Regions from separate parts of the Mus musculus genome. Here regions 1, 2 and 3 are each linked to region 4. A link is a contact called in public Hi-C and HiChIP or PLAC-seq data. All regions are on one chromosome and are shown on one strand. The core of a region is the stretch at or near the end of the contact, and the rest is flanking DNA. Distances in the headings are between cores, read along the strand shown.

Region 1 (3,429 bases), core at 326-2,825, 390 kb before region 4:
GAATTGGAATTTTGATGGGGATTGCATTGCATCTGTAGATTGCTTTTGGTAAGATGGCCATTTTTACTATGTTAATTCTGCCAATTCATCTTCTGAGATCTTCTTCAATGACTGTGACGTTTAATTCCAACGTTCAAGAGGCAGAGGTAGACTACTAGAGGTGCAGGGCCAATTTAGGCTAGCTACAAGAGTTCCAGGCTAGCCAGAACTACAGAGTAAAACACTATCTCAAAATATGGGGGCTGGAGAAATGGCTCAGTGGTTAAGAGGGCATCCTGCTTTTACAGAGGACTTGAGTTCAGTACCCAGCACACATAACAGGTAGCTACTAATAGCCTGTAAATCTAATACCAGGGGAATCTGACTCCTTGGGTACCTGTACACACACACACACACACACACACACACACACACACACACACACCCTCTTCCTGCATGTGCATATACACAATAAAAATAGATCTTTAAAAACAAAAACAAAATTAGAATTTTTCCAGGCATAATGGTATTGTGGTAGAATTGTTTGTGCTTGGGAGTTTGAAAGCAGCCTAACCAACACATGCCATCCTCTCTATGCATGTGTATGCATGTTAGTGTAGAAGACTATGCAGGTGTACATGTGGGTGGGTGCCTGTGGCAGTCAAGAGGACAACCTTGGGTATCCTTCTCAGGAATACTGTCCACATTTGTTGAGGAAGGGGCTCTCATTGGCCTAGAGTTCATCAATTAGGCTAGATTGACTAACCATTGACTAACCAAGGGACCCTCCTTGGCTCTGCCTCCTGTATTGGAATTGGAATTACACAAGAGTGCCATAACACTTGACATTTAGATGGATTTGGGGGATCAAATTCAGGTAGGTCCTTGTGGTTTTAAGGCAAGCACTTTGTCAACTGAGCTAGTCCCACCCCAAAGATCATGTCTTTTTTAAAGAAAAAAAGGTACTGGGGCTGGAAAGATGGCTCAGAACTATTTTTCTTTGAGAGGACTTTAGATCAATTTTCAGCACTCACAACAACTGTCTTACTACTATTGCTTCTACTCCAGCTCCAGGGGATCTCATGCCCTCTTCTGGATGCCGCAGTTACCTACACTCATGTGCACATATCCACACATATATGTATATATTTAGTATATATACTAAAAATTTTAAATCAATAAAAAATATCTACCAAGCCGGGCAGTGGTGGTGCATGCCTTTAATCCTAGCACTTGGGAAGCAAAGGCAGGCAGATTTCTGAGTTCGAGGCCAACCTGGTCTACAGAATGAGTTCCAGGACAGCCAGGGCTACACAGAGAAACCCTGTCTTGAAAACACAAACAACAACAACAACAACAAGAAAATCTACCAAAAAGTATTATCTTGGTAAAATGAGTTTTGTGCTTATTAATTTGCTCCTTTGTTAGGAACACGTCATCATTTATGTTGCTCATGAATCTTGCTTCACCTCTCACTCTGTGGATTAGTCAGGATAGCAGGCTGGAGGCTGCAAGATCTGGTTTTCAAGCCAGTGCACTCCATGACTGGCAAGGAAGTGCTGGCTCCTGGCCCAGAGTGCATCTGAGTTCCGGGCTCAGTCCATGTTCCTCTCCGCATGGGCTTTTTCACCAGCTGCCTGGAGTTTTTCCTGGCATATGACTGGGCACTGAGAGCCAGCATTCCAAAAAAGCAGAAAGCTGCACTGCCTCCGATTATCTAGCCTCCAAAGAAAACGCAGTCTTCCCTCTCAAAGACAGAGTATCAGAGTATCAATGTAAGGACTCGTGGAATGGGGGACAGTAGCGCCTCATTTTGTGAAGTTACCTACCACAGAATACTAACACATCGTGCCAGGCAATGAAGTGGCTTCTAGATCTCCGAGCTTCACATGCAAGCCGGGCTGAACTGGAAGGATCTGGGTGGCACAGGATGGATGTAGTGATTCAGAGGTCTTGTGCAGAGAATGGAGCTGGGTGGGGTGCTTCAGTGGCAGGAAGGCTTCAGGAGGTGGGAAGCATTTTCTTTAAGCATCACCATGGTAGTTATTAGTAATTTGGCTAGGTTTCAAGACTAGTTACTTTGTCTCATTGTTGAGGGTGGGTCGGTAGATAGGGTATTTTTACTGCCGTGTTTCCTGCCCTTGTCTACTGCATGATAGCAGTGGTACAGCTTGCCAGGTGGGTGCAGGGAACTGAATCTGGGTCCTCTGGAAGAGCAACAAGTGCTCTTAACTGCTGGGCCACCTCTTTAGCCCCGTACCCTACTGCATTTAAATGTATGATTTTCAGGCTAAGGGTGTAGCTTAGTGGTAGATCACTTGCTGATATGAGCCATGAGTTTGATTCTCAGCACCTCAAAAAAAGTTTAATTTTATCCATTTAACGTATTTTAAGAGGCGGGGATGTAGAGTGCTGGCCTAGAATGCACAGAGCCCTGGGTTCTAGCCCCAGCACCAGGACACGGAAGAAGAAGGATCAGAATTGTAAGTCAGCTTAGGTTACTAAGGGAATCTGAGGCTGCTTCAGCTACGTGAGAGATTGTCTCAAACAAACAGCAACAACAACAGAAAACCCTAAAACCAAGCACATCACCTATCTCTCAGATTACTACGCCTTCTCTTGAATTAGCTTTGGTCTAAGAATACACCTATGGTAGTGGAGAGATGGCTCAGTGGCTTGGAGCCCTGGCTGTTCTTTCAGAGGGTCTGATGCCCTCTTAGCCTTCCCAGGCACCAGACAGAAAAGTAGTGTACCATATACTCAACCAGACAAAACTCTCATACACATCTTTTTTTTTTTTCTCTTTTTAAACAAAATCTGTGGCTGTATGTGCATGCTTGTAATCCTGGCTCTTTGTAGATTGAGTTCATGGCTAGAGTTAGCTCCATGGAGTCATGCTTCAAACAAACCCAAAGAAGAAAGAAAAAACTCACACTTGTAACAAAGTAGGCTTTTGATTCACCATCTCCCATGGAGGAAAGAACTGAGAGATGGATACAGTAGCAGATGCTGTAATCCTAGGCCTTGGGAAGCTGAGGCAGGAACATCACCATGGACTTGGGGCCACCCTAGGCTACCTAGTGAGTCCCAGGTCAGCCTTTGTCACATGGAAAGAGCTCCTATTCAAAAAAAAGGGTGGCATGGTGCTGAAATAGAAGATGGTAATTTTCTTCTATACTTGAGTTATAAGGACAGGCTAGTGTGATGAATGAGGGATGCCCTCCATGGTCTTGGGTATCTGGAGACTTGGTCCAGGAGAAGTGGTTCTGTATGGGGAAGTTTAGGTGTAGCCTTGCTAAAGAAAATATGTCTCTGGAGGGCTTTGAGAACTTAAGACCTAGTCCTGCTAGACCTGTCTTTGCTTTGTGCTTTGACTTTGAAGACGTGAGCTCTGGGATTCCTGTTCTGGCTGCCATTGCCTCTTCTCTCACATTATGGACTCTTACTCCT
Region 2 (3,684 bases), core at 19-2,518, 260 kb after region 4:
GGTAGAGGCAACCATCCTCCCAGAAAGATACACTATTTCTAGCAATCACACTATGTTCCCTTCTCTGGCAGCTTGTGGGTGGTATACTTGTTCCTGCCTGGTCTTCATAATACTGTGCACCTAGAAGGCAATACAAACAATAGTATCTTTTCTGTTATTTCTGTTTACTTCAAGAACCTACAAGATCGTTGACTGTGTAGAAACGTGGCTACTAACATGTAGGAAGCACTCAAAATCATACACCCAGCCAATGTGCAAGCAATAACCAACCATAGGGTGAAAACCAGGAATCAGCCAGATGTTTGCATCCTAAACTGTTAGAGACAACTGCATGGGTCTTCATAGTCAAAGACTAAGTGTTTTTCCACCTCTGGGCTGGTCTTTAGGCCTTATGACATGTGAACTCTACAAACAAACCACCTCTAAATGGCAGAGGAGCAGCAGGCAGACTAAGCACACAGAAGCGTCTCTATGCCGGCAAAAAGACAAGGTGAAAGCCAGAGACCCCAGGGGCTTCGTGTAGCTGTTCTAATGGGGACCCATGTGATACATGTTCCCTGTAGCCCAGCAGCCAGCTGCGGATCCCACTGCAGTCCTAGAGCAGCCTTCTCCCCAGTACATATTTACCTGCAGAAGAGGAGCCTGCTTCTCCATGCTGGCTGTCTTGCTGACCCAGGCTTCCAAGGGCTTTTCTGTCCCTGATCCCTGGGCTGACACAGGGAACCTGGCTGCCAAGGCTGGCCGGGGGGCCGCCTGCTGCTCCTGGTGTACTACCTGGAGCTTCCTTAGCAGCTCCTGCGTAGGGAGCACGGTGGGGCTGCTCTCCTGGCTGCCAGAGAGGGACACCGCTTGTGCAGGCAGTGCACCCTGCTCCTTCCTGAGAGCTTGGTGTCCTGGGGCGGGAGGTTGAAGGGGGCCACTGAAATACACCAGCTGTGATTGGGCCACACTCTGGCCCGGAGCCACCTGAGTGGCCACAGCTGGACCGGTAGGCGCACAGGGGTTATACTTATGCACTGCCCCAGGGGCACCTTGAAGCTGCTCTAATAGCTTGTGGCCTCTGCAAGTGCTCTGTGTGCAGTGTGCAACCCTGCCATTCCAGGGGGACCCCAGCTGGACAGGACCAGGGAGAATTCCCCCGGCAGGACTGGGGCTGCCACTTTTGCAGGACCACTGTTCAGGGTGCTGAGGCAGGGGGTGCAGCCCCGGGCTCCCGAGCATGAGTTTCTGAATGGCCGGGCAGAGCTGCTTCTCCACCGGGAGTGAGAGCTTCCTGGGCTCCTCACAGGACAGGGAGCATGCGACCCCGTGATGAACTGGACGCGTCTCTTGCTGCTGCTGGTGGTGATGGTGGTGGTGGTGGGCAAAGGTCCGGGAGGGCTTTACAGTTTCCTGACAGGGAGCTTTGTCTTGTTTCCCAAATAGTGCTGTTAAAGATAAGTGCTGAGGCTCAGGGTCCGAGGTCTGGGGAAAAAAAAAGATATCCCAAAATAGGTTCCCACCATTTAGTTGTGGGAGGGAAGGCTGTGAAGCACAGCTCAGCTAACCGATGGCTTCCTCTAGTCACAAAGGGTTGCTGACAGAGCTGAAATTTATTACCTTGGAAAGCCTGAGACCTTTGAAGTGTCTAACATCTTCACAGCATCCTCCTCCCTGCCCCCAGGACTGTTATACCACAGTATCTGGTCTGCTGATAAAGCATGCCAGGAGTTTGCAGCTCACAGACCAGGGTGTACAATTATACTCTACAGCAGAAGACTGCACATCTTCATGGTAACCCATCTCTGCAGCCAGGGTCCATCTAGGGATGCTGAGAACAAGACGTGCTGAAAATAGAAGAATGTAGGAGCGAAGGATCTTGGCTGCTTTCCACAGAACTATAGAAAGCCAAGGTTAGCGAGAAGCGGGTATTCTAATCTAGTGTGCAAGGACCAGGTCTATGCAATGCCTTGGCCTGGCTGCTGCACCGCTCCTGCCCTCTTCCTCCTGAGCCCTTCCTCCTTCTGCACGTTCTGCTTGAAAACATAAGCTCCTTTCTAGAGCTGCTTGGTATCTCTACTAAAATGAAATAAAACATTCTCCTGGAAAGCAATAAAACCCTAAAATAAGTTAGAAAATACTTCCTTATTTTTTTAAGAATTCAAAACCTGATTTACATTTGTCAGTCATTTTATATATTTTGGCTCATGCTCATTTTTGGAACTTGTTTAACTCAATTCCTTGAAAAATACCTCTTTACTTAGGAATAACTTTGATGAAAGAACAGATCAGGGCCCTGCTAATCAGCAAATTTTGTCTCTGCTGCACTGTTCTGAATAGCACACAGCACACATACCACCACAGGCCTGTGGGGCTTAGACTACCCCCTGGCCCAGCGCTAACCCAGAACGGGCCCTGGAAGCTGCATGCAGTGCCTGGCATTGCCCCTGGAACAGAGCATTGCTCAAAACTGTTACATTGTATTGTGCTGCCTTGATGGCTCCTCCTCCAGTGGCCTGGGAAGTCACCCATCCTAGAAGAACACAGACCCAATGGCTTATGATTCTGTCTGCTGACACTTGTCATGAGCCATGAGCACAGCACATGGTAAGTGGGACAGTACCAGGAGGAGTGTCAGTTTACACAGTACGAATGAACAGTGCAGCAAGACCCTGCCTTTCTCCACTGACCTTCAGTGTCCTTCAGCACTGGCCGGCCCTCCCTGTAGTACACGGGCAAAGCTCTTTGAGAACCCTAGAGAGGTAGCAGATAAAGGCAGAGCGTTTCCTGGTCTACAGTCACTCCAGGTTCCATGCTCAGACTGTGAGATCTGGAGCTAGGAGCCTCAGTGAGAGAGGCCGTGGGACATTTGTCTTTCTGGGGCTGGCCTGCCTTACTCAGGACGTTTCCTAGTTCTCCCCCTTTACCTACACATCTCATGATTTCATTTCTCTTTACAGCTGAATTGTACTCCACAGTGCATATGCACCACGTTTTCATTATCCACTCGTCATCTAGGATGTTTTTATTCCCAAGCCACTGTGAAAAGACTGGACAGACAACTACAACAAATGAGATCTGACAGCAGGAGAAACAGTCTTCCCCAGGGAAGAGCACACCGATTGATTATCTGACACCAAATGGCCACCCTGACAACGTGTATATATGAGCAACACTGTATACTACACATAGCTGATAGCCTGGACTGAACAAGCTGTATTTATATATTTAGGAATCTATAATATTTAGGAGTTAAAGAAGTAGAGGCCATGAATGAGAAGGCACAGGGAGCTTACAAGAGAAGGTTTGGAGGGAGGAAAGGAGAGGGGGAATTATGTAATCAGATTTTCACTTCAAAAATAAAAAATGTTTAAAAAAGAAAACAGGCCAGCACCGATGCACCTTGGGTGCGGAGTCTGCGTACATCCCCAAGGTCCCCACAGGACTCTCCACGGGATCTTAAGACCTCTGGTGAGTGGAACACAACTGCTGCTCCAATCCAATAGGGCGGAACCTGAGACAGCATTAATTAGGGAAGCAGAAAACCCGGCCTGACCAGGGTCACAAGTCCCTTCTAGTCGGCACCAGCACCGGGGCACCTTGGGCGCAGAGTCTGCGGACACCCCTAATGTCCCCAGAGGACTCTCCATGGGATCTTAGGACCTCTGGTGAGTGGAACACAACTTCTGCCAGGAGGGAGGTTCG
Region 3 (3,309 bases), core at 486-2,985, 270 kb before region 4:
CTTCTTCTTCCTTTTTAGTTTTTTTTAAATTAGTATTATTTATTTATTTTATGTATATGAGTACATTGCAACTGTCTTCAGACACACCAAAAGAGAGCATCAGATCCCATTACAGAGGGTTGTAAACCACCATGTGGTTGCTGGGATTTGAACTCAGGACCTCTGGAAGAGTAGTCAGTGCTCTTAACCTCTGAGCCATCTCTGCAGCCCAAGAGTGGGTTTCTTATGGGATCCCAATCTATATGCAGATCCTAGAATGGCTGAAGCCCAGTTACATTTGGAGAAACACTGCTAACAGTAAGGAAGGTGACAGAAAAGGAGGAAATCTAATCAGAACCACTATTAGAAACATCATAGCCTATAACTTGATTCACTTCGTGAGTTTTGTTCTTATTTTTTAATAATCCTATCAGAATCACTTAAGTAGCTACAAAGTTCAATGTTGTGTAATGACAAATCCAGTAGGTCTGTCTAATTACTGTAGAAAGTTTGTAGAAGTAAGTTTCTACAAGAACTTCCTGCTAAGAGAGGGAAAACATGCATGCTCAAATCAGTGTAGTTACTGAGTTTGGCTACTTCTGTTCTTAAAGCTCATTCCCCTTTACCTTGGGAGAATAAGTGCAGTGGGTTAGAGCCTTGTTCTGTTTTTGAGACAGGGCCTCCTGTAATTCAGGCTGGCCTTCAACTTCTGATCCTCCTGCCTCTACCTCCTGAGTTCTGCAGCTACAGGTGTGTTCTGTGCCTTGTTTATGTGTAGCTGGAGATTGAACCTAGGACGTAATGCCTACTAGGCAAACTCTTTACCTGAGTTTCATCCCCAGGCGTTTTTAGGACTCTTTATTAGTACTGAGGATCCACCTGCTTTTAACTGATATCTGAAAGCTAAGCCAGTGTCTGGAAGTTTTATAGTTCATGGATGTTCTTGAAATGGAAACGTCCAAATACTATGAATATATGTTAAAAAAATTAAATCCACATTTTATTTCACAGTATTTATTGTAACTATGCCTTGCTTCTTTTAGGCTTCTCTCTTGGATATCAAAGAGCATGCTTCTTCCCTGGCTTCCTCAGGACTCAAAAAGGACTCGCGGCTCAAGACCCTAGAAATTGCTCTTGAGCAGAAGAAGGAAGAGTGCCTAAAAATGGAGTCACAGTTGAAAAAGGTTGAAGAAAAAGTTACCATTATTGTTTTTCTTTACATAGGAACACTGTAGATAGCTCTGAGTGCCTTTTTTTTTTCTTTTTCTTTTTTTAAAGTTAAGGATTTATAGTGACAATATAGAATTTAGAGTTATTTTTATTTTTTATTGTTTTAAGGTATTGCAGTTATAACCAAATACCTAAGATAAACAGTACTGAAGTAGGAAAAGATTTATTTAGCTTTGTAGTTTGAAAAGTTACAGTCCAAGGTTAGATGATTCCAATGCTTCTAGTGTTTAGTGAGGCAGAACATCCTGGCCACCAGGAAAGCAGCAGATAGAAGCGAGGACAAAGTGTTCATCTCAGATCGTGTCCTTAGTGATCTGCTTCCTCTGCTGAGATCCCACCTCTCAGTCTGACCCCTCAGCGGTGCCATCACAGTGTGGTTCAGGGATTAACCCACAGATTTGGTCAGATGTGCTGTCTCGTTTCCAATCACCCCAGTAATGAACACTGGCACATCAAGCTTCAGCACACGGAGGAGGAAGACTTTGATCTCGGGGATGGGGTGGGGGTGGGGTGGCTTCTAGAAGGTTCCTGCAGACTGCGCTTTGCTGTTTCTCTTTCCCTTTGCTCATACCATTCTGTAGTTTTCAGTCACTCCAATTAGGCTAGACATTTGATAGTGAATTAACATCCTGGCTTGTTACTAGAATCATTTTTGAAGTCTGTGCTATTTTAACAGTTCCATAATACATATTGTACATTTTGATTACTGTCACCTTCTCTCCCATTTTCATTTTTTTTACATGCCCCCCAAGTCCCTTTCTTGAATTCAGCTTTTGTTGTTGTAATTGTTGCTGTTGTTTTTTGTTTCTTGTATGACACTGAGTTTAAAGCCAGGTGTCTTAGTTTACATTCTGTTGCTGTGATAAACACCTTGGCCACAAACAACATGAGGAGGAAAGGGTTTATTTCGAAAAGCTTACAGTTCACCATGATGAGCAATGAGGGCAGGAACTGAGGCAGAGGTTATGGAAGGATGGTTGATCTCCATGGCTTATTATACAACCATCTGCCCAGGGTGGCACTGCCCACATGGGGTGAGCCTCGCCACATCAAGAATTAGTTAATAAAGTACTCCATAGACTGTAGACAGCCTGATGGAGGCAATCTCTCAATTGAGATTTCTTCTTCCTAGACGCTTTTAACTTGTGTTAAGTTAATAAAAACAAACCAGCACAGCAGGGCTGTGTGACCATGGTTTGGTGTTAATGAGTGGAACATGTTGAGCTCATCAGTGCTGACCACAGTGTTTGCCACTCACCTGAAATCTATTCAGTAGATCATAGTATAGCAGGATGGACTAGGACCACATAGGACCCTCCACAATTCCCAGTTGACTGTTGACAGCAGTCCCATCTCCTGGAAGCCTACTGCTGTCAGCCACATGAGATCATGACTACATCATGCCCGCAAGGTAGCATTTTTCCTGCATATGTCTCACCCTTACATTCTTAATACCTTCTCTTCAGTTATGCTCCCTTAGCCCGAGAGGGAGTGGTATATGTTGTTGAGGGCTGAGCACTAAACCATCACCTTTTCTTAGTATCTTGAGCAACCATGAGTCTTTTGCATTTTGCCATTTCTCATTCCAAAGACAACATTATCTGATTAAGACAGAGAGTAATATACATGGGTATAATTATAGATATTTAGAAAGCAGCTTGGCACTATTTCAACTTAGCTAAAGACCAGCACTAAGTTACCCCTTAAATAATACTAAAACCCTAGTTGTTTTAATTGTGTTTATAGCATTAGAAATGTTAATACTTATTGTGTAGTGGGCCCCCAAACTAATGATGGAGTTCTTGGTTGTCCCCATAACAGTAGTGTCACTATTGCACCGGGGGTGGGGGGTGTATCTTGCCTGGCAAGTGGTGTTAAAGTTCATCGGGTTCTTAGCTAGAGAAGAGCATTGCTTTTTCTCCCTTAGTAGCATGCAGTGCACCATCCTTGCTATGAAAGGGGGCTAGTAGAGAGGACACTTTCAGCTCAGTTCTGGTTTGTTTGTATCCCTTTTACTTCTTTCTCTTATTGCTGTGTCCAGGACTTCAAGTACTATATTGAATTTTAATGTAGAGTGGACACTTTTGTCCTATTTCTGAT
Region 4 (3,191 bases), core at 523-3,022:
GTAAGTGAAGGCAGGCATCTTTCCTCAACTCCTCGGGGTTGAAACGACTAGTCCCTCCCCGCCCCCACCCCATTTCCAAATGCAGTGCCCCAGGATACAGTTGTCGGTGGCTGAAAGTCTCCATACCCTGCAGAAGAGTGGGCAGAGAAACAGCAGGGTCCATCTCTCCCCTCACTGGGAAAGGAGAGTGGGTAGAGGGAGCAGAACAACTCCAGACGCAGTGGAGAGGGGCGCCAGACTAGGAGAAGAGAGCCCAGGCTTCCGTCATCGCCCCACCGCGGCCACTGCCCTGAACGTGTAAGTGCGCGCGTGAGTGTGCGGAACAGTGGTGGTCCTGGGATGAACAGGGCGGGGCGGGGGAACTGGAACTGCCGCCCTCACCTGACCTTCTCACTGTCCGTCATCTGCCAAAGTCCCAGGTTAAGTACCTTGAGGCAGGGCAGCTGCGTGATGCGCTCCAGGCCGCGCTTGGTGATCCTGGTGCAGCCGTACAGATCTATGCCCGTGAGCTGGCTCAGGTGCTCAGCGATCAGCTCCAGGCCCTTGTCCGTGATGCGCACACACTGTCCAATGTTGAGCGTGCGCAGCCCGTGCATCTGCCGCACCATGCGGTTGATGCCATCGTCACTGATATGGCAAGAGCAAAGGGAGAGGGACTTGAGGCCGTCCAGTCCCTGGGCTATGTACGCCAGACTCTGATCTCCCACCTTGTCACAGAACGACACATCCAGACCGGAAAGGCGCAGGCTGCCCATGGCCAGATGCATGATGCCGGTGTCGCTGATGTTGTCGCAGGAGCGCAGGTTCAGGCTGCGCAGGCTGCCCATGTGCGACAGGTGCAGAAGGCCCGCGTCCGAGATGCCGCCGCAGAAGCTGAGGTTGAGGAGCCGGAGGCCCGTCAGCCCTCGCGAGATGTGCTTCAGGGAAAGATCCGTGAGTTTCTGGCAGTCCTGAAGAGTGAGCTGCTCCAGGCCCAGGCAGCCCTCGGCAGCGCTGCGCGTCATGCCGGCCAGGTGCCCGATGCCCACATCCGAGAGGTGGCGACAGCTGCGGAGATTAAGGCTCTTGAGGCGCTGCAGCCCCCAGGCAATGAGCAGAAGGCCGGTGTTGGTGATGTTGCTGCAGCCCCCCAGCTCCAGCACCTCCAGGCCCTTGAGGTACTGGGCTATGCGGCCCAGGCTGCTGTCGGTGATCTGCTTGCAAAGGCTCAAGTTGAGAGCGCGCAGCGAGCCGATCTCCTGCACGAACGCGTGGCCCAGGCCGTTGTCGGTGAGGTTGTAGCAGCCGCTGAGGTTGAGGCTCTCGATGTTCGCCATGCCCTGGATCACGTAGCTGAGGCTGCGGCGGAGGCTGAGGATCTGCACGCGGCGGATGCCCCGGGCCTGCAGGCTGGGGAACAGCGACGGGTTCGCCCGGCGCAGGTGCAGCTTGGCCTCCACGCCCCGCCACACCGACTTGTGGTAGGCGGCGTCCCGCCAGGCCGTGCACACCTGCGCCGCGCGACCCTTGTCTCGGACGTCCAAGTAGCCGAAGATCATGGCCAGCAGCTCGGGGAACAGGCACGAGATGTGGGTCTCCATCTTCCTCCCGCCGCTACGCCGCGCCGGGTGCAGGAGGCGCGGGCGCCGCCGCCGCCCCGGGAGGCGCCGAGAGCGGCCCGCCGCGGGCCAACGGCCGCCCCTCCCCGCCTTCCGGCCGGGCCGCCGCTCCTCCTCCCGGCGCGTCCGAGCGGCGCTTCCTTCCTGCCGCCCTTCCCGCCCCCGCGCGGCCGCTCGGGCCTCACATCCCGGCCGGGGCGGGCGCCGCGTCCGCGCCCGCGCGCCGCCCCGCGCCCTGCGGCATCCCGCGCCCGGCCGCGTCGCTGCTGCGCGCGCCGGCGAGGCCCGGGCCGGGCGCTCGGGCTGCGGACGGCTTCCTGCTGCCTTTGTCTGCCGTCCGCGGTTCAAACTGCCCAGCCCCGGGCTGCTCGCACTCGGCCGCTGCGCGGGGGGACTCTGGGGCCGCCGCGCGCCGCTCCTCCCCCGCCTAAGTCGCGCGGGTCCGATTCACGGCCGCGGGCGGCGGGACGCGGCGAACTCACCGGCGTGATCGGGCCTGCGCCCTAGGAGCCGGCCAGCCGCGCTGCGCCCTCCGCGTCCTCCGCGCCGGCTCCCCCGCTCAGTGGTACGCGCCCGCGCCGCCGGAACTGGTGGAGCCGTTTCCTTGGAAACCGGGCTCTGCCCTCGGCCGCGGAGGCTTAACCCCATGCGCGCCGGGATGGCTGGCGGCCTCGCCGCACCGTGCAGCCCTAAAGAGCGCCCGATGGCCCACGGGCTGCTCCCCTCGGTGTCCACGCTTACTCCACGCCCTCTCCCGCCCGCATACTTCATCCTCTCTTGCCCGCATATTCCATCCCCTCTAGCCCGCGTTACTTCTCAGAGCGCCTTTAACCATCTCACCACACCCACTGCCCCAGTCGGGCGGCCTTCCCACCATTCCTTTCTCTTTAGTAGTGAGTCTTAATTTGGTGGAGAAAGTGGCTTTTAGTCAGCATAGTTTGACAGCTCTCGTTCTAGAAATTTCTGGAAGTTGTCCAGTGTGCCTGCCTTCCACAATCTTGTTGTTTCCATACACCCATGTGAGTTCCTTTCCCTTTCAACTTTGTGTCAAAACTTCCCACTGCTTCTGCCCCTGCCTTGCGCTCTAACCTACACCAGGTTTTGTCTTTTTCCTCGGCCACTTAGACTGTAGATTGCACGGCCCAGCTGTACGGATACCTAATACATCTGTATGTGCTGACACACATACACTCTTTGGTCTGGTTAAAGATGCTCCAGCCTTATGCTTTATGTATATTTTATGAATCTAGGGCAGAGCTCAACTCTATACAGTGTAGCCTCGGGTCTTAAATATCTGCATGAAGGATAGGATTTCAGAATTGTATTTTTATGACCCCTGAAGCCAAGAGTTTTTAGTTCAGAGAAAAGGAACCTGAGAATCTTAAATAAGTTACAAGTTCACACATCTAGATACAAAACAACCTGACTTAGCTGTTTCCTTGACTCTTTGGGAACCTGAACAAGACATCATCATCATTATTATTATTAATACATTGTATTTCTTTAATGGGGAGAGGGCATGCTCCACAGCCAGTATCTAGTGGTCAGAAGACGACTTGAAGAAGTCATCCCTCTCCTAGCATGTGGATTCCA

Evidence for each region. A called contact is a pair of places that touch in the nucleus more often than the background predicts. HiChIP or PLAC-seq counts read pairs in DNA pulled down with a chosen protein or histone mark.
Region 1: an H3K4me3 HiChIP or PLAC-seq map of neural progenitor cells shows a contact between it and region 4, with 4 times the contacts expected there. The contact joins the enhancer-like site here to the promoter of Fbxl14 in region 4. A contact is called at or near these places in 4 of 39 promoter capture datasets (the 3T3-L1 cell line, the C10 cell line, embryonic stem cells and 1 more), 1 of 15 datasets of contacts at CTCF or cohesin (the NIH/3T3 cell line), 13 of 484 Hi-C or Micro-C datasets (LSK cells, Th1 cells, bone marrow-derived macrophages and 9 more), 18 of 115 datasets of contacts at active chromatin or transcription factors (astrocytes, bone marrow-derived macrophages, craniofacial prominence and 12 more) and 4 of 9 other capture datasets (adipose tissue, embryonic stem cells, liver and 1 more).
Region 2: a Hi-C map of cortical neurons shows a contact between it and region 4, with 3 times the contacts expected there. The contact joins the enhancer-like site here to the promoter of Fbxl14 in region 4. A contact is called at or near these places in 9 of 39 promoter capture datasets (the 3T3-L1 cell line, 3T3-L1-derived adipocytes, the C10 cell line and 4 more), 3 of 484 Hi-C or Micro-C datasets (cortical neurons and embryonic fibroblasts), 5 of 115 datasets of contacts at active chromatin or transcription factors (acute myeloid leukemia, astrocytes, bone marrow-derived macrophages and 1 more) and 2 of 9 other capture datasets (adipose tissue and liver).
Region 3: a contact with region 4 is called in an H3K4me3 HiChIP or PLAC-seq map of the SCID.adh cell line, with 23 read pairs. The contact joins the enhancer-like site here to the promoter of Fbxl14 in region 4. A contact is called at or near these places in 9 of 39 promoter capture datasets (3T3-L1-derived adipocytes, the C10 cell line, the HPC-7 cell line and 5 more), 4 of 15 datasets of contacts at CTCF or cohesin (the NIH/3T3 cell line, large pre-B cells, pro-B cells and 1 more), 45 of 484 Hi-C or Micro-C datasets (CD4 T cells, CD4 single positive thymocytes, CD8 T cells and 28 more), 33 of 115 datasets of contacts at active chromatin or transcription factors (the 230-238 cell line, CD4 single positive thymocytes, the NIH/3T3 cell line and 24 more) and 4 of 9 other capture datasets (adipose tissue, embryonic stem cells, liver and 1 more).

The regions. Positions count from the first base shown.
Region 1 is chr6:119,863,002-119,866,430 of GRCm38.p6, reverse strand. No RefSeq gene overlaps it. Among named protein-coding and RNA genes, the nearest start is that of 3110021A11Rik, 17 kb to the right of the region's middle. Within about 2 kb of position 1,575, at least 66 of the 459 cell types and tissues checked have an H3K27ac peak or open chromatin away from gene starts, as enhancers often do. A contact at or near this core is called in brain, cerebral cortex, cortical neurons and 3 more, where this site is marked.
Region 2 is chr6:119,212,550-119,216,233 of GRCm38.p6, reverse strand. Dcp1b (decapping mRNA 1B) reads right to left here. Exons shown (of 9, transcript NM_001033379.3): 7 at 628-1,464. Among named protein-coding and RNA genes, the nearest start is that of Cacna2d4, 22 kb to the left of the region's middle. Within about 2 kb of position 1,268, at least 15 of the 459 cell types and tissues checked have an H3K27ac peak or open chromatin away from gene starts, as enhancers often do. A contact at or near this core is called in cortical neurons, where this site is marked.
Region 3 is chr6:119,747,692-119,751,000 of GRCm38.p6, reverse strand. It overlaps Erc1 (ELKS/RAB6-interacting/CAST family member 1), which reads left to right. Exons shown (of 21, transcript NM_053204.2): 12 at 1,023-1,163. Among named protein-coding and RNA genes, the nearest start is that of Erc1, 99 kb to the left of the region's middle. Within about 2 kb of position 1,735, at least 16 of the 459 cell types and tissues checked have an H3K27ac peak or open chromatin away from gene starts, as enhancers often do. A contact at or near this core is called in CD4 single positive thymocytes, the SCID.adh cell line, T-cell acute lymphoblastic leukemia and 5 more, where this site is marked.
Region 4 is chr6:119,478,249-119,481,439 of GRCm38.p6, reverse strand. It overlaps Fbxl14 (F-box and leucine-rich repeat protein 14), which reads right to left and starts at 1,772. Exons shown (of 1, transcript NM_133940.3): 1 at 1-1,772. The coding sequence starts at 1,580. The coding sequence ends at 378. The region is part of intron 1 of Wnt5b (wingless-type MMTV integration site family, member 5B); the gene reads left to right.